Regions from separate parts of the Mus musculus genome. Here all the other regions are linked to region 4. Evidence: chromatin contacts called from public HiChIP or PLAC-seq data. All regions are on one chromosome and are shown on one strand. The core of a region is the stretch at or near the end of the contact, and the rest is flanking DNA. Distances in the headings are between cores, read along the strand shown. Region 1 has its middle 69 kb from the start of Mir6387. Region 2 has its middle 45 kb from the start of Mir6387. Region 3 has its middle 40 kb from the start of Gm40287. Region 4 has its middle 80 kb from the start of Lpin1.

What was found. HiChIP or PLAC-seq counts read pairs in DNA pulled down with a chosen protein or histone mark.
Region 1: an H3K27ac HiChIP or PLAC-seq map of stem cell-derived neural progenitor cells shows a contact between it and region 4, with 8 times the contacts expected there. The contact joins two enhancer-like sites. A contact is called at or near these places in 3 of 484 Hi-C or Micro-C datasets (Th2 cells, cerebellum and stem cell-derived motor neurons) and 2 of 115 datasets of contacts at active chromatin or transcription factors (pancreatic cancer cells and stem cell-derived neural progenitor cells).
Region 2: an H3K27ac HiChIP or PLAC-seq map of regulatory T cells shows a contact between it and region 4, with 10 times the contacts expected there. The contact joins two enhancer-like sites. A contact is called at or near these places in 4 of 484 Hi-C or Micro-C datasets (bone marrow-derived macrophages, cerebral cortex and nephron progenitors) and 3 of 115 datasets of contacts at active chromatin or transcription factors (pancreatic cancer cells, regulatory T cells and stem cell-derived neural progenitor cells).
Region 3: a contact with region 4 is called in an H3K27ac HiChIP or PLAC-seq map of stem cell-derived neural progenitor cells, with 17 times the contacts expected there. The contact joins two enhancer-like sites. A contact is called at or near these places in 2 of 484 Hi-C or Micro-C datasets (bone marrow-derived DN2 thymocytes and bone marrow-derived macrophages) and 4 of 115 datasets of contacts at active chromatin or transcription factors (neural progenitor cells, oligodendrocyte precursor cells, pancreatic cancer cells and 1 more).

Annotation. Positions count from the first base shown.
Region 1 is chr12:15,730,099-15,734,806 of GRCm38.p6, forward strand. No RefSeq gene overlaps it. Among named protein-coding and RNA genes, the nearest start is that of Mir6387, 69 kb to the right of the region's middle. Within about 2 kb of position 1,398, at least 36 of the 459 cell types and tissues checked have an H3K27ac peak or open chromatin away from gene starts, as enhancers often do. A contact at or near this core is called in stem cell-derived neural progenitor cells, where this site is marked.
Region 2 is chr12:15,753,526-15,757,977 of GRCm38.p6, forward strand. No RefSeq gene overlaps it. Among named protein-coding and RNA genes, the nearest start is that of Mir6387, 45 kb to the right of the region's middle. Within about 2 kb of position 1,961, at least 12 of the 459 cell types and tissues checked have an H3K27ac peak or open chromatin away from gene starts, as enhancers often do. A contact at or near this core is called in regulatory T cells, where this site is marked.
Region 3 is chr12:15,564,289-15,568,611 of GRCm38.p6, forward strand. No RefSeq gene overlaps it. Among named protein-coding and RNA genes, the nearest start is that of Gm40287, 40 kb to the right of the region's middle. Within about 2 kb of position 1,998, at least 93 of the 459 cell types and tissues checked have an H3K27ac peak or open chromatin away from gene starts, as enhancers often do. A contact at or near this core is called in neural progenitor cells, oligodendrocyte precursor cells and stem cell-derived neural progenitor cells, where this site is marked.
Region 4 is chr12:16,506,932-16,511,608 of GRCm38.p6, forward strand. No RefSeq gene overlaps it. Among named protein-coding and RNA genes, the nearest start is that of Lpin1, 80 kb to the right of the region's middle. Within about 2 kb of position 2,635, at least 69 of the 459 cell types and tissues checked have an H3K27ac peak or open chromatin away from gene starts, as enhancers often do. A contact at or near this core is called in neural progenitor cells, oligodendrocyte precursor cells, regulatory T cells and 1 more, where this site is marked.

The sequences.
Region 1 (4,708 bases), core at 148-2,647, 780 kb before region 4:
GGCTGGGGTGAAACAGAGAATTGGTTTGCTCCGTCAATGAGATGCCTAATGGGTTATCTAATCCCATCAGCTCAACCCTAAACAGATGTAAATATAAGCAACACTAAATGAACTCCATACATTTTATATATATAAAAGAAGAGGCCATATATTTGAGAGGGAGTGGAGGTAGACACAGGAGGATTTGGTGAAAGAAAAGTTGGTGAGAATGATATAAACACAGTACTCATATATAATAAAAGTTAAAAATTTTTAATTTAAAAAAATGTAAGAAATTGGTAATGTCATGGTTCAAGATTCAGCGTCTACTTTCAGATGAATTCTGGCTCAAAGCCTACACCCCTCAATTTCAACCTATAGGAACAAGATAAATCATTTAAGTGTATTAGATCTCAATAACGTCATTTAAGTACCTAAAATAAAATAGTTTATTAAGGGATTATCTTGAATATTTAATGAGACAGTTTATCTACAAAGTGGCTGCCATTTTTTTTTAATTTTAAAAGCATGCAATTAGTTGAGTGTAAAAAAACAAAACAAAACAATTGTTTAATGCCCAGAAAAGATACACTACTACATTATTTTAAAACAATTGATACATTTATTAAATTATCTGTATATGTATTTATGGCAGAGGTGCTTGTGTTCCACAGTGAAATTCTGAAGGTCAGAACACAATTTGCAAGTCAGCTTTTTATCAAACCCATGTCATCAAGCTTGATGGCAGCCACCTTTCCCCACCGATCCACCTTTCTGACCCAAGAGCTACATTGTTTTTACTAATTAATTAAATGAGGGGAGAACCTGTAGGTTCTTAACCACAGGATAATTATCAAAATGATATGCCCATTTTATGAAAAGGGAAAAGAGGTTAATAACTGTGGATCATTTGCTATTTTAAAATTTGGAGAGGAAAACTCCCAAAGGCTGTAGAAACAGTTAATACAGAAATGTACTCTATAGTTTCTTGTACTAGTGAGACTTGAGGATTAGCTAAAGCTTGGCAGTTAGCTTCCTGGTGGCCGAACAAGAAGAGAAATATAACAAATTGCAAACTACTCGATATCCACAAGGTAAAAGATAGCTCAAACTTAAGGAAGAGGACAGTTGGCTGTACTGTACTGTCTTCAGCCCCTTGGTTTATTTGTTCTCCTTAGCTGGGTCCTCACAATGTTACATGATCCTGTTGGAATTTGGTTGGTCCCTTAAAGGTGAAGAATATTTCAGAGTCTCCCCAGCAGAAGTAAATTACCCTCAGAAGGGAGAAGAGCTTCATTTTCCAGCTGGCAAGCAGCTGGTGTGCACTCTCGCCTTTTTGATGAATGGAGCCATTACATTATCTGTCTCCTGTATTCTGGACCACCCAGCACCTTCTTGGCATTGTCTTTGCTTGGGAATAATAGTGTCTTTGTTTGGCTTGCCAAAACACTGTTTCTGCAATGTGACCCGCTGGAGAAGAGTTCCTAGCTGAGCCATTTCCTCTTTGAGAGGCTTTGGCCCTTTTTTTGAGTGTGGAAGGGCTGTCTAAAGACTAGAAAAGTATTCATCTCCCCAAGGACCCGCAGTGAGTTTCGGATCCTATGCCATTGCCTCCATCAGCATCTTCCCACTGAGGAGGTACTCTCCCTTGGCTAGACAAATAACACATATTTTCTCAGCTCACCCTCTTGGCAAGTCTAAAATGCCTATTTCTTGTTATATGGATGAAAAGACTGAAGTCCATGGGTAGAAGGACATAGCCAAGATCACACAGCAGGAGCAAAACAGGAAAGTCACTTGCATTCTGAAGTCTGTGGTCTTCTGAATGCACAATAATCTCACAGAATAATATTTCATCAAGGACCCAATGAGGCAAGCATTTTGTTTTTTCTCATTTATTCAGTAAATGCTTAATATATAGTGACAAAAATAGACTAAGTGGTAACATAGGCCTTGGGGTGAAAGAGACACGTATAGCGCTGCCTTAGAATTTCAGTTCCACAGCTGTAGATAGACAGATCATATGGCTTTAGGACAGCTGATAGACAGAGTTCTTTGTTTTGCCTTGTACTTCAGGGTCTTCTGCAATACAATCAACCTCAGACAACCATTTTTGAAAGCTTCAGTAAGATATGTACCAGGGAGTTTGTCCTATATTAACCATAAATTATAAAGAATACAGTGGCAGGTCAGATAACTCAGTGGGTAAAGGTGCCTCAGTCATACTTGAGTTTGAGACCTGGGACCACGTTGTAAAAGTAAAGGATTGGCTTCTCTAAGTTGTCCTCTAACACATACACGTGCACTGTGGCATGCCATTCATTACAAAGAATATTAAGACCTTCTACGGTATATAAAACCACATAGAAACCCTTTTTTTCTGTTAAATGTTCAATAAGTGCCCTAGGACAGCAGGTGCTAAGAAAGTGTGGTCTGAACTCCTCTCATTTAGAGTTTTTCCAAGGAACATTCTTGAGGAGAGTTGAATGTACAAATTCATATAAGAAAATTGAACACTTTCCTCACATAGATCCGAATCCTTCCTCACTGTCTTTGAAGCCTTGGTAAACTGGAAATAACAATGATTTATGTTTTCAGGAATGACAAAGTCTTTTGCTTTGTGAAAAAACAACAACAACAACAACAAAACAAAACCAGAAAGGCCCATTTGTAAAATGAGTCCAATAACTACAGCAATTGGATATTTTCCTTTGCAATCATGGTTTCCATCCTTTCCATGCCAAATGCTATTATTCTGATAGATGATAATTCATAATTGAAATGTATTTCATCTCTATTGACAGATAACTCCAACTCCTCTAGGCATGGCCTCATATGCCTGCAGTCCTAATAACACTCAGGAACATGAGGCAGGGTGATCATAAATGTGAAGACAGTCTTGTCTACATAGTGAGTTCCAAGCCAAAATGGGATACTTCGTGAAATCATAATTCAACTGCATTCCACCGTAAATTGGAAAAAGGAAACCAACTCCAATTCACTCTAAGATCAGTACCTTTGTAGGACCAGAATGTTCTTCTCAACATGAAGTTAAGACTTTGCCTGCTTGCTCTTAAGCCCACTGTAAGTCCAATCTTAGAACATGACCCAGAGTTTTTGTAATTTTGTCCAAATAATCATTGACAAGTTCTTATTTTTCTTTCTGCATAGAAGATAAATGTGACTTCCTCTCTATCATGTTTAAATTCAATTTCCTTGTGGTAGAGATTTCCAAGCACTAATGGACCAGTCTTCCTGCAGATCACTTTGAGATTTAAATGTCTGTTGTTCTATCTCAGCTGTTGTTCTGTCTTGGCTTTACCAATGTCTTTCTCGTGCCTACTCTGATGCTCCGTTCTTCTTTTACAAGTCCCCCAGTGCACTCAGCTTCATGGCAGCAGGGCTTCTAGTCTGCATTGGCTGATTTAAAAGTTTTCTCACCAACTTTAATTGTTAGAGAGAGGATGCTGGGGATCAAAGAAGACTGAACTGGTGTGCATCTTGCTGGCTTGAGGGAGCAATGCACACTTTCCTATGGGAGAATGCCCTGGTGTCACTGTCACCAAGGGTAGCAGCTAACCCACCAAGTCAGCAAAGGAGAGCTTATCAGGAGAGTCATTATTGTACAGTCGATAACTAAAGTATTAATAAATGACATTTTAATGCTAGAAAGTGTCATCAATTTTACTTTGTAGCATTCATGAAATTATATGTGTTGAATAGGTTCAGTGACTATTTGTAGTGTCTTCATGTTTTGTCCTGTTTTCTTGAAGTCATTTCCATTTATTTGACTATTCAGATTAGTTTATGTATTAGTAGGAGGCTTCTGATGTTGAGGGGTTTTGTTGTATTTTTTGATTCAGCTACAATCTGTTCAAATCTTAATTTAGATTTTTCTAGTGATTTTATAATTTTGTTCATGCATTATATAAATATTTACATTTAAGCCAATACCAGTTGGGCCTGATCTTTGAGGTTATAACTGAGGGTAGTTTTAGTAATCATAGTGTAGTATAGTTATCCTTTCTATATTAGTGCCATTGCTTGGTAATCAGTAAAGTTAAGTTTCTAAAGCTTTATAAATCCATTTAAGTTGAATAATCTCACATTTCTACCATGATTATTGTCAGTGGGAAACAATGTTTATGGACCTGAGAGATGGGTCAGTGGTTGATTGTATGTACTGCTCTTGAGAACCTGAGTCCAGTTTCCAAGCCTCCAAAGGTCTGGGACTCCTGCTCTAGAGAATGCAATACCCTTTTCTGGTCTCTGTGGACACACACACACACACACACACACACACACACACACACACTTTTAAAATAAAACTTTAAAAATGAAACAATGTTGAATTTGCCTTCTTTTAAAATACTTTTGTCTGTTAATTATGTTCTTGGTGCTCACTGCAGTCTTTAAAATATCAGAAAGTGAAAAAGAATGCTGAGGAAGAGGGGGATAGTGGAGGGGAAAGGAAAGGAAGGAGAGGGGAAGGAGAAAGGAGGGAAGGGGCCAGGGATGGAGTCTGAGCAGACCAAAGGTGGGTGGGTTAGAAAAACTAAATAAAAAATAATAACTAAAAAAAAAAAAAAAAAAACAGATACTAAAGTATCTGGAACCTGGTGGCAGTGGTGGTGCACATCTTTAACCCCAGCACTCAGGAGGCAGTGGCCAGCAGATCTCAGTGAGGTCAAGGCCAGCCTGGTCTACAGGTTGATTTCTAGGCCAGGGC
Region 2 (4,452 bases), core at 711-3,210, 750 kb before region 4:
TAAAAAAAAAAATCTTGTTACTTACCTGCTGTTACTCTTTCACCACTATAGCTTCCAACAACATGCCCCACACCCTTTTCATTATTGTTACAGTGGATATTTTATCTGTGATGGCTACTCTTCATTTTCAGTTTGACTGGATTAAGAAATGCCTAGGGTATTTCTGCCTTTAGTGGATTTTCCAAAGCATATGAACTCTCAGGGGCCTAATGAGTGGGCTGATCTCTTGATGGGTTCAGTATTTGTTGGAATTATCGAGTAGTTGTAAAAGGTAGGAGGCGGGACCTAGATAAAGAAGGCACGTCACTTCATAGAGCTATCTTGTTCTGTCCTCTTCCTCTGCTTGTCCTTGTGTTTGGTTCCCATAGGGAGAAGAGCAATATTCACCAAGCTTCTTAGTCACAGTGGGCTGTTATCTCAGAAACTGCAGAGCAGCAGAGACAATTTCTTTTTTTGTGTGTGTTGTTTTCTTGGACAGTTTGGTCATGATGACAATGACAATGAATACAACAACAATATCCTAACATACCATTATGAAATCAATAATAATTAGAACACTAATGTGCAATGTACCATTTAATTTGAGCCTCAAAAGTCTCTGAATAAAAGCATGACTAGAGAAGATCATTTTCTGTATCAGAAAACTGAGGCAGAATAGTTGGCTTTCAAGAACACAAACATGGGATGCAAATAAGCAAGATTAAGCTAGTGCCCACAGCGTGGCTAATTCCTATGCCCCACATAAGGACTTTAGAACTTAAATTCTTTTTTTTTTTTTTTTTTTTTTTTGGTACTGTCGCGCTTACAAACTTTTTCAAAAAAAAAAAAAAGAAAGAAAGAAAGAAAGAAAGAAAGAAAGAAAGAAAGAAAGAGACAAAACCAAACAAACAAAAAAACAAAAAACAAAAACCTGAAACACCCCAATATTTCTATAGCCCTCTTAGACATATAAACAAACTTACATGTGTTTTCTAGAAAGCTATTTGAATGCTGAGCACAACATAGAAATCATAAAGGCTGAGGCATTTTGTAAGGCAAAAATGGAGAGACAATGGGGAGGATATAGAAATGTCAAGTTAACTTTTTGATGTTCAAATGTTTATTAATACCACTTGGGAACTAACTGTTAAATAGGACCATGAAGGAAGAAAAAATATTCCTCTTGTCTTTCCGCCCTTCAAAGTCCCTCTGTCTCACAGCTGTGAAATTTCAAGTAGGGTGGGAGGGAGTTTTGCAGAGACATTTCAAAGATGGAATCTCCTGTAGGAATGAGCCATGAGTCCCTGGGGGACACTACTGGAGTTCTTTCCCGATGGACTCCTCCTGTTTGGCTTCTTAGTATTGTTTCTCAAACCTCCCTCCAGGAAAACAAATTAGAATATAATAATCAAGAGTACTTGATAAAATACATGTTGGGTGAGATCCTGCCAGCATGGAGGATACTTTTTATAACTGGGGAAACCTTACAATCAAGTTTGCAAAGGGTGGGCCTCACCCAGGAGATGATGTCTGAGCTGTACATGCCCCTAGGGGGATTTGAAACCGTCTCTGGATATTCTCTGGTCATAAATCACTCAAACGCAGATTCTTTCATTTCACACTTTCCACATAACCACAAGAGCCCATAACTCATTAGGATGCTGGGGGTTCACTGATATGTTCTTAAAACTAAAAAGATCCAGGAAGTGTGTGATGCCCTCATTTCACCAACACTTGAGAGCAAACATTTCCTCAGTAAGCTTTGTTCCAACCCCCAGCCCTGAACTTTTACTTCACACAATAGGGGCTGCTCACAAAGGAGGGCAGTGGAGGGAGGTTGAGGACTTCAGCTGAAGAAAAAAGGGTTCCTGGGAGGAACTGATCAGTGACCTTTGGAGAAGAGGGCTTCCCTGTAAGAAGAACATCCATCCATCCATCCATCCATTCATCTAGTCACAACAGCTATCTGGGGATTTCCCAGGTGACACCATCTGAGGTCCTTCTGATCTGCATACAGCATAATACACTGATCTGCTTCTGTGTAGTGTGTGTGTGTGTGTGTGTGTGTGTGTGTGTGTGGTATGGTGTGTCTGTCTGTCTGTCTGTCTGTCTGTCTTTCTGTATGTGTTTTCATATGGAAGTTAAAGCAATGTCATTATCTACCAATTGTCTTCTTCCTTCTTATGAGACAGGGTCTCTTACTAGACTGGTGTTCTCTAAGAAGGCTAAACTGAGATCTCGTGAGCCCAGGGTTCCTTCCACCAGTGTCCTTCTTTCCAGTGCTATGATTACAGGTGTGTACTATCATCCCTGGATTTTCTTCTATCTCTTTTTTCTTTTCCAGTGTGGGGTCTAATAATAGATCCCAAGTCTTACACTGTATAGAGTGAGATGTCCAGCAGTCTATCTGCTTCCTCTTGGTCAATACCTTTCTCATAGTTTGCACATTGACTGCCCTTCTATAGTACTCAGTCACTCAGTAGGAAATATCCCTCCATCCTCATGTCCACCCCTTCATCAAACCTCTCCTCCCTTCCCCCATATTGACTGGATTGGATCATTCAGTGTCTTCTGACACTGTTACTCATTCTTTTTCCTCCTTCTGCCCTTACTCTGTCTCCTCTTCCATGCCTCGGCTCCTTCAGGCCATCTTTTAGCTACTATCTCCAACATTTAAAATTTCTCCACTGATATTGTTAGAAGGATGTTGTTCCTCACATGAGCATATTTGAAATACAACTGGAAGCTTCCTAATCTTCAGTCTTTAATGACCTCAGCCAAGCTTATTATCCCTAATCATTTTTCTGTTTCATTCCTTAAATAGTTTTCTGTTTTCTCCTGATTCCTATAAATCTTTTCTTACTCAGTCTCTGGAAAATTGATATATAAAATTCATGTTATTCACAGTAAGGGGATAGTCACTTCCCAACATTCCATCACTTTAGTTTGTCTATAAAGCCCACATGGGCATTTGCAGTCTGGTTGGTATCTCCCTCACCCTTTTCCATGAGTGTTCGTCCATCAATAGATGATGTTGTACTCTCTCACTTGAAAGGCTACAGTCACAGCCATTGCCATGCAAATCCTAGAGTTAGCATCCCTAGGTTCTTCCCCTAGTTACCTCTTATCTTGTAAACCCCCCATTTAGTAGTTAACTCTTGAGAAGTACTTCATATTCAGACTACCTAATTAAAAGAGTTCTTCAGCATCTCTCCATAATTTAATTGTGACTCACATGATGGAATCTCTGGCTCATGGTTCAGGGAGCAGAATCTACCATGCTGGCAAGGCATGAGAGGTGAGTTTTCCTCCTGTCTATGGAAGCAGGGGGTGTGAACCTTTCTCATATCTTGGTGGATAAGAAAGCAGAGATCTTAGACTGAACCCAAGTCCAGGCTATAACCACCTAGCCCCACCCCTACAACCATAACCCTTGTGTCTAAATGGTTCTACAATTTTCATAACATCACCAGTCACAGGGAGACAAAGTGCTGGAATGTATGATCCTATGGGGGACATTACACATCTAAGTCACAATAACATGAAGTAAGATGCAACCACATGGATGGCCTTCTCTTCAAACCTAAACTTGGGGGTTCTCGATTTGGAGACTAGCAGAAATAAATGTGAACATTTTTTGCCCAAGACAATAATAATGTGGTGTCCAGAGCAAAGACTAGCAGTACCATACCTCAGAATTGTTATCTGTAAATTAAAATAATACAACCTCCTCTATAGAATTATGTAATTATTCAACTACCACCCAGCAAGTTAGTAACAGAGGTGGAATTAGAAGCCTGATCTCCCTTACTTCACATTTGTTTTGTGCTGTCTGTCTGAGTGACTGTAAATGTGTTAACATCTATGTGGATAGTCCCATGGTAAGCCCTGTAATCGACTGCCATTCACTCAGTATCAACTTAACTCAGCAAGATGACATGAAGAGTCTGGGACTCTCTTCATCCGTGGCTGTGTACCTGAAGTGAAAATCACCGCATTTCATATCACCAAACATTCTGCTCTAAGCCGTAAGACGATGACCAGATGGTATGAACAGCTGATTCTCCTTCGAAAACGTGGTAAGAAAAGGCAGGAAATAGAAGAATACAAAAATACTTTTCCAAGTTTGAGGGAGGAAACAGAAGTTGTGCAGAAGAGAGTAAAAACTGCACTTTAAGACGATTAGGCTGAAGCTCAAAGATTTTTAGCAAAAGCTATACATGATCATGCCAGGGATACCATAGCCCCCACAAACATCTTTCTGGGACAATGGTTCTCAACCAATCTAATGCCACAACCCCTTAATACAGTTCCTCATGTTGTGGTGACCCCCAACAATATAATTATTTTTGGCTTCTACTTCAGAACTGTAATTTTGTTACTGTTATGAATCGTAATGTAAGTGTCTAATAAAGGGGTTGTGACCCACAGGTTGAGAACCACTGCTCTAGAGGAAGGAAATTTGCACATCTG
Region 3 (4,323 bases), core at 748-3,247, 940 kb before region 4:
ACAATTGGTGTCCATACATTAGAATCTGCACAGAAAAATCTAGAAGGAAAAACCTCAAAGGCAGAAATAGGGGCTAGGGGGTGGCTCAGTGGTTAAGAGCAGTGATTGCTTTTGCCAGAAACTAAGGTTTAGCCTCACTACTGACCGCATCAGGTAGTTTGAAACTACCTATAACTCCAGTTCCAGAGGATTTAACACCTGCTGGCCTTGCATATGCACACACATGTAAATAAAGAAATCTATTTTAAGAAGGAAGAAACAGGACCAAAAAGACTAGTTAAGGAATGGCATGAAAATTTAGTATAAAGTGATAGTCCATACATAGGTTGCAGGGATTGGGGCACAACAGAGATATGTCACTTTATTGGAAATTTAAGAAAGTATCTGGGTTTCCCAAGCTATCTTTTAATAATAAGATTATTTGGCCCTGTACATGTCAACCTTTTTAAATATACATGTGCTTTACACCACAGAACTCCCCGTGTAGTTTGTCATATTTATTTAAATTTCTCCAGGCTATTCCAATTAATCTCCAGTTAGCTTTGTTCTCTTCACTTCAATCCAAGAAATCATTCTGCATTGTGAACCTGCTCAGACCAGGGTCCAGCTAATGACAGACAAGACCTACTTACAATTCAAGCATTGCTAGCTGTGAGAACAAGATTCTTTACACATCTAGAGTCTTATTTTAGCTGTAAATTCTGGGATGTTGTGCTTTTAATGTCTGTCTGGAAAGTACCTATAGTACCTTCAACCCAAATGGAAAACTATAATGTCTATTCCATATAAAACACCTAGAACTCCTATGGTATCTTATGCTATCTCTCTGTATTTTCCTTTCATCTGTTTGTTTCTTAAATTTATTTTTGATGCAGTAGGAAATGCATTTTATTCTATTTCAAAGGAAGTTGAGAGGTCTTATAAGCTAATCTTTGAACATTAATATCTTAGATATATACAAATTGTAAAATAGACAAAAATACAATTTTTTATAATATTCTCCTTCAACTTTTTACAGGTTTAATACAGATACAGTGTGCTATTTTTTAATACAAGGACATACTATACTTTGAGTGTATTCCCTAAGTAGACCAGTACTCTCCTCTGCTTCCCTGTCTCTTCTACTTCCAGGTAGTCCTTTCTCTTCTCCTAGACTATTCTATTTGCAGACAATCAATGCCAAGTGGGGACATGATGATTGCATAATTTAATTATGCATGAATTAGTGTCTTGACCTTAGCAACATTTTCAGCAACAGAGTCAGAAATTTTGAAAACTATAATTACTTAAAAAAAAATAAGCATAGCCTAGATTCTGGTTGTATAATAACGATACCAGACTATCTGATGGGTTCCAGACAGTGTATTTGTCCAGGTATTTTCTTTACTCTATGATGGCAACTTGTCAGCTTAGTGAATATCTACTTACAGGAATATGTAGCCAGATATTTAAATTTATTTGGAGTTCAGCCTAACTTATTAATCAATCAGCACAACTAAGCATTTAAAGTGTCAAGAACCATATCTGACAGACCCAGACATAGAGCGGAGGATGGTCCGTCACATGATAATGATCGAAAAAGAGACGGGCATGGTAGAGGGCAAAATTGTGGCTGGCAACAAGCATCAGATTTTAGTTTTCTGCAAATGAACCTAGTCTAGGGGAGTTGTTCAATGTACATGTAACTGTCTGTGAAAGTGGTGAGCTTCCAGGACAAGAGAAAAATAACAAAACAATATTGAGATATAACTTTTTTTCCTACCACTTACACAATTTTAGTTTTGTAGATGAGAATTGAGATGAGTGAAAAAAAAAATGCCAATCACTGCTAGTGTTCTTTCTTGCTGCACTCCAATTATATAACAAAACTCAGGCATTTTAACAAGCAGAGGGCTTTTCAAAAAAAAAAAAAAACCCTCTGAGAACAGAGGAACCCAATTCAACTGTACTCAGAGTGGGAAGGAAGCAGACAGGATGACCTCATTGTTGTGTTTCTAGGAAAGATGAGTCATGCAGTCTGCTCAGATTCAGGGTAGCTGGAGGGAAGCTGGATATCCATGATGCTTTCTTCCTTTTTAATAGGGACCAGTCTCATGTTTCTTTTCAAACAAAAGGAAAGAAAACACTTAGAAACTGGCCCAAATGAAGACAACATCGCTAGAATGTTCTGGAAAATATAAATAAATCTGTTTCAACTTGAGATTAATTGAGTTGAGTGTGGAGGGTGGGTAGGAAATAAGGGTCACATAAACTATCCAAAATCCCAGGCTCTCCTCTTTCTCCCTCCTGCCAGCAAGCATCCGCAAGTTCAATTCCAAGTTCCCTTTGATTCCCTTGCAAGAACAAAGGCCTAGTTCAGAGCAATGCAGCAGTGTAAGAAGGGGCAGGGAGCAGCCAGAGGCATCTGCAGCTGCATCAGACCCCATGAGGAGGGAGGGGACTGAAGGGGACATTCATGCTTCTCTCCAGGACAAACGTCTGTTGCTAAGTGGAGTGTGGTAGGCATCGCTGGGAAAGCTTTTTCTTCTTAATCGCTCCAAACTTTATACTGTGGTTTTATGACCCTATAACACAGCGTTTACTGAAAAGTCTACTACAGAGCAGGTGCTGTGGAGATTTATGGATGCAGAATTGCCACAGTGCCTAAGGGGCACCTGATTGCCATGTCCTGAGAGACTCTCTGCTGATCACTGTGGTTTTACCTGTTCTGGAAAGTTGTTATGCCACTTTATCAGTCTCTAAGAAGAAAAATAGAGGTCACGGTGACCTTTTATCAAGAGTGGGGAAATGTAAAATGTACATTTTCCTTGAAGCTCCATTTCATCAGATTCATCATAGCAGGAAAACAGCTTGGAATCCTACTGCAGGTTTGTTTGCTTTCACAGCAGGCTAGTGGTGACTTCCTAAAATTAGAGCTCAAATTCTAACAATATCCAAAAACAGCGTCCCTATAGCTTGGCTCTGAAGTTGTAGCAAGTATTAAATGTATTAATAAAATCTTAAGGATTTAAAATATTTTATTTCAGAGAATTTCATAGACATAAGCAATTAATTATGGCCATATCTAGGCTCTCTTTCTTCCTCTAGCTTCCATTTCTGCAAAAATAGAAACCGTTAAACTTCATCTTGTCATACATAATCACTAAATTCAATTAGTACTGCCTAGAGGAGCGTGTTGAAAGGGGGCTTTTAAATGATTTAAAAATATTTATTTGTCTTATTTTTATTTAAATCTATGTCTTTGTCTATGTAAGTATCTGACATATATGTGTAGCTAGCTGCCCACAGAGGACAGAAGAACATTTCAGGTACCCTGGAGCTGAAGGTAGAGTTGCTGTGAGCCACTTGTCTGGCTTCTGGAAAAGAAACTCTCAGGTTTTTGAAAGGATGTGTTCCTAACCACTGAGCCATTCCTCCAGACCCATTTCAGAGTTCTCTAAAAGGATTTCAACCTGGGTAAATTTTCCCTTCCTTCTCTTTCTTTTGTTGTTGTTTTACAATGTAGGGGATCCAACCAGAGCTTTTCACATGTGAAGGTTGACAAACCCAAGGACTTGTGCATGCTTCATCCTCAGCCCATCTTCCCAACCCCATTTTTTGAACTAGGAACCTCAAACACAGCAAGGACAATGACTTATCCAAGGTTCCCGAGCTATAGGCCGTCCTGGGTTTCGGCAACAATGTTATGACCTTGAAGGTTCTGCAACTTCAGAAGGACCCCACCAGGCCAAACAGTTACACATGAGGTTTGTTGAGAGAGAAGAGCAAGGTGGTAGCAGAAAGAGAAGGGGGAAAGAGAGAGAGATTGGGAGGGGGGGGTGACATAATCACAGGTAAAGGTGGGAAGTGAGCCAAGGGGATTCAGGGAATATAGTGGCTGTTGCCTTGGCAACAGGTCTGCAGGTTCCACCTATGTGATGTTACTGGTTTCAGAGGTCCTGATACCAACACTAGGAATGCTATATGCAAGGTATGTATTTTGATTAAATTCATGTCATGGGACAACTGTTTCAAGTAGACTTGGCATATTCTCTTCCTGCCAAGGCTAACAATGTAACATCCAATTTTGGTAAATACACAGAATTAGTTTTATTCCTATAAAATGTATCTCAGGAAAGATAGCTCAGCAGTTAGGAGTGATTGCTGTTCTTCCAGAGGAGTGGAACTCAGTTCCCAACATCTACAAAGAATAATGGCTCACAATCTCCTGTAACTCTAGTTTCAAAGAATCAGATAATCTCTTCTGATTTCTGGTAAGCCCCTGTACTCGCTTGTACATACTTACAGTTAGATACTTACTTATACATAATTAAAAGATAAAAT
Region 4 (4,677 bases), core at 1,385-3,884:
TTCAGCCCCATGTCAGCTAATAGGGGCCCTGGAGGCAGTTTGCCCTGCTCAGCTAGAGGGAAAATCATCACACAGAAAAATCAGCTCCACCTGTCAGTTGTGGTTCCAAAGACAGGCAGCCCTTCCCTTCCCCTCTGCTAAGCGGCAAAGCCTCTCTAGTTGACATTTTTTTTGAGAGATGGATTGAGACTGACATTCTAAGCATGAGAGCAGGGGAAGTTACAGACCAAAAAATAATAATGATAAAGCAGACTCAGCCCTGGAAAAACACAAAGCACCATATGTCTACAAATAAATTAACAAGCCGGCGCTGGGAGACGTCTCAGTCAGTGAAGTGCCTGACTGCAAGTGTGGAGACAGGAACTCCAAAGGAACTCCAAAGGCACCGCGGAGGCAGGAGGATCCCCGGGGCTCACTGGTCAGCCAGTCTAGGGGAAGTAATAAGACTCATAGTTCAGTGAGCAACGATGTCTCGAGAAGTCAAGCAGAGAGGAGCAGCGGAAAACCCCAATGGCATCTATGTGCACAATATACTCACCTCTATAGACATATATACTCACTCCACCTGGACAGCACAGAAGAGCTGACCCTAGCAGTGGGGGCGCAGGTGAGCCAGCCTGAGGGGGGGGGGGAGCGTGGAAAAGCTGGCCCTGCCACTCATCTGTCTGCCACGAGGTGGTGTGTGTGCAAGGGTGACACTCCATGACGGCCCCTCACTACCTGCAGCAGTCAGGAGAGCTGGCCCTGTTCTTCCCAGGCTGAAGCACTTGGGAGACCAAGACCCTGCACCTGACAAGCAGGGCTCGTTGCATCCTTATTAGCTACCGCTGTGGAACTTACCCATTTACTTAAAACTGAGTGTCAGGGATGCCCAGAGGGCCACCTCAATGACAAACCTCTTTCTACCCCACTCTCCATTGGGAAGCATCATGAAGCAGTATAGCTTGTCTTTCTTCCTGAGGAGCAGGGCCCATAACTCCTCCCAGGACAGCCACTCCTGGAATGGCTCTTCACAAGGAACCCAGTACAACCTGGAAGGAGCTGCAACCCTCGGGGTTGATGGACTCACATTACCTGATGGTTACAAGTGCCCTCTAGAAACCAAGACTTCCAGAACCGTGAGACTTAACACTTTAGGGATCAGGAAAGCCCAATATGGTTGCTGAATGACAAGGAGCAGGCCACTCTTATGTCACCTTTTAGCTCCAGGCTTCATAGATCTACAGTGTGTCTCACCTGGGAATTTCTGTGTCTGTTTTCTTACCCCCCTACTCCACCTTTGGCCAGAGGCTCCTGGAGGACAAAGTCCATTTTTGCATGTTTCTGTGTATATACTAAGAGAAGTCCTATTGTCTGGCATAGAGGATGGGGGATGGGTGGAAGGAAATGTCACTTTCTTATGTATGGCTGTGATGTGTGTTTATTTGTACACAGGCACACATGTGTGCATTGCGTGTGCATGTGCATTTACATGTGCAACCTCGGGTATCATTTCTCAGATACTCTCTCCCCTTGTTTGTTTTGGGGATTTTTTGGTTGTTTAGTTGTTTGGGGGTTTTGTTGTGTTTTGTTTTGTTTTGTTTTGTTTTGTTTTGAGACAGGGTAGTTCACTGGAACTTGCCAAGTAGGTTAGACTAGTTAGACAATGAACCCCAGTGAGACAGAACCTTTTTCTGCCACCCCAATGCTGGTATTAGAAGCAAGAGCCACCAAGCCCTGCTTCTTTTCCCATGAGTTCTGGGGGTAAAATATAGTTCCTTGTGCTTATAAGACAAGCACTTTACTGGCTAATCTGTCTCTAAGTCTTAAAGATACTTTCTTATGCCATGGCTAACACATTTTTGGAACATCTGCCCTATTTTTTAAATACCAACTACAGTCCTGATACTGAATACTGAGTCAATAGGTCAGAGTGTCCCATTGGGACCAGCACAGGATACCTGCAAAACAAAAGTGGGAAGTAAAGAGCCAGCAAAGTTAAAAATATTATGACAGTCCATCTGTGGTCAGAAAGAGAAAAGGCATGGTGATACTGGCCTTTCCAAGAGACTTGCTTGGCCCTTGGGAAAATCGGGTCTGAAGTCAAGACCCATTTCCCTGCTGGGCAAAGCTTTCTTTACTTGAAAATCAGAGCAGACAGATCCTCAGTAGAGGCCACAGACAAAAAGTAGGTTTCTGTCCGAAAGGCCAGGAGTTCTTCGGGCTTGGAGCTGGGGGAGAGAGCGCTTGTAGAGAGTATGCATGGCTGAGGGTGTGTTCTCTGAATGTCTTTCCTTGGCTAGAAAGAACCTGGAGGAGAAGCAGTCGGGAAACATTTGGGAAAGGTCTAAAGTCACAAAGGAGTCCAGGAGTCCTCTGTGCAAAGCCAGTAGGCAGCCCATGAGGCATTCACAGGAAACAAAGAGAGAGAAAAAGAGGTCAAAAGAGCCCTCCAACCCTGCATTCATCATTCAGTTCGATCTTCAAGGAATCTGCTGACTGACACAAATTGTTTTATGTGACTTTCTGCCTGGGACCTGAAAGGACAGGCCCCTCCCAAGAAGGAGAAGATGGGGCTGAATGGGGGCGAGGCCGCGGGGGCGGGGGAGTGGAGAGACACAGGAAGCCACGACCTTAGTTCCCACGGGGGTGTTGGGCGCCATCTACTGGTAATCAAAAGAACCACTCATACCTTTTGAAGAAGGCTGTTTCTTAGAAGTGGGTATGTATGCAAAGGGAAACAGAGCCTTTCTCACTGTAGGGAGCCAGCTCTGCCTCCCCTGAGCGTGGTCTCCCGACACATAGCAATTATTCTACAATGAGAATCCAGGGTTCAAAGGCCATAGTTAGTCTGCCAAGAGCAAGAATGTGCACACTGATTGCCGCTAAGAGTACCACTCCTTATCCTAAATTCAGTAGCTGAAAGTCTTCCTGCAACATCGCTTGCCTTGTGAGTGGTTGAATGTGGCTTGAGTAACTGGTTCTTTTGTCATACAGCTGTAAGAATCCAGCAAAAGAGGCAAAAGTGAATGCAGAGATGTGAACAGTAGCTGCAGCAGCAGGCGGCTCTCAGGATGCCCGGGGCATAGCCACCCCTGTGCCTTTTTCATCTACAGCATGACAAACATTTCAAAGTTCAGGGCTGATTTCACTCCTTTCTGACCCCTGCCCTGCACTCGGCTATCCTAGACAAGTTAAAGAAAGGAGAAAGAACAAATCAAGCTGGCTAAGCTGGTTTCACACTTCAAAGACCCTTGAACCAGTCTGAGGTGACAGGTAACAGACCACCACTAAAGCTGTGAAGGAGCATTGAGAGTGTAATACTTTATTCCAGCTGCTTCATTGTCTCCTGGCTGGGAGCAAGACCCTCATTGTCTCAAAAGTCCTGTGATATTTGAGCCTACCTTGCCTCTGTTTGGCTGTACCAACCCCTCCAGCCAATCTCCTCCCCACCCGCCTCCCTTCACCCAGTGCCTTCCATCATGTTGGTCCTTCTGCACACAGCCAAAACCACGGCCACTGCCTTGGTCATGGTGTCTTTTCACAGCAATAGGACAGTGTCTAAGACACCTGCCCACCTCAATTAGCAATCAAGACAATTCCCAAAGATATGACCACAGTCCAAGTACCCCAGTAATTGATCTCAATAAGTTTTCTCATTAATCCCTCTTCCTGAGTAATTTCAGGTTGTCAAACTACAATGGAAATAACTACTGACCTGAGATTTTCACCTCTGTCCTAAGACTCCAAGACTTCCATTGCAATGGCCCCTCCAGGAAGGGAAGAAGACACCAAACATTGCCAAGCGTCAGCAACAACACACCTGTGGCTTTAGCTGCTCCTGGGCAAACATTTGCATCCTTTTCTGACAGAGAAAGAGAGAAGCTCCAAGAGGGAAAACCAGTGGCCCAAGAACATGCTGCTTGCCAGTGAGCATCAGGGCTCTCTCCAGCCTTGTAGTGCAATGAGCCTGCCCCCTGCACTGCTTCATGAGGGCAGGAGGCCAAGAAGATAGGCTGACCCTCTTCTTGCACTCTAAATGACTTCTTTCCAACTTGTAGTCATGCCGATGAATGACATTAACTCTGCTTTAGGATTTGTGGGTTCCTTCATGTATTCAAACGGACATAGCAGAGAAGAAGGCTGCATGTGTATATGTTATTTGCTCACTAATCACTCATACTGTGTGCCCTGCAGACCACAAGACACTGCCTGTCTTATCCTAGGCACATCACAGGGAACAGGGGACAGAACTGCCCGTATCTGGACCAAAAGGCAGTTCCCCAGGCAGTTAAGGTTGACAGTAAGTGTGCTACTTATTTTAATAGACCTCCGAAAAGGCATAAAGGCAAGACCCTATTGTGCCACCTGTTAGACCAAGTTTCAGCCTAGCAATTGCTTGTCCTGCTCTCTGGGCCAGCTCTATCCTGGCTGTCTCAGAAATACCTCATGTTATGAGCCCAAAGACACTTCATCCTGTGGATACAGAGAAACAGGAGACTCCCGATGCATGATTTCCAATAGAAAACACAACCCAGACACATACAGGAACTCCCTTCTACAGAGCAAAATCCCAGCTATGGTAGAGGTGTTTGCACCTGTATTCTTCAATTTCTGATCCAGTAAAAAAAAAGGATCAGGGTGTGTGTGGCTGCTGGGTATCAGGTCTTCTGTCCTAGGCAAGGGAGTTCCAGCAGA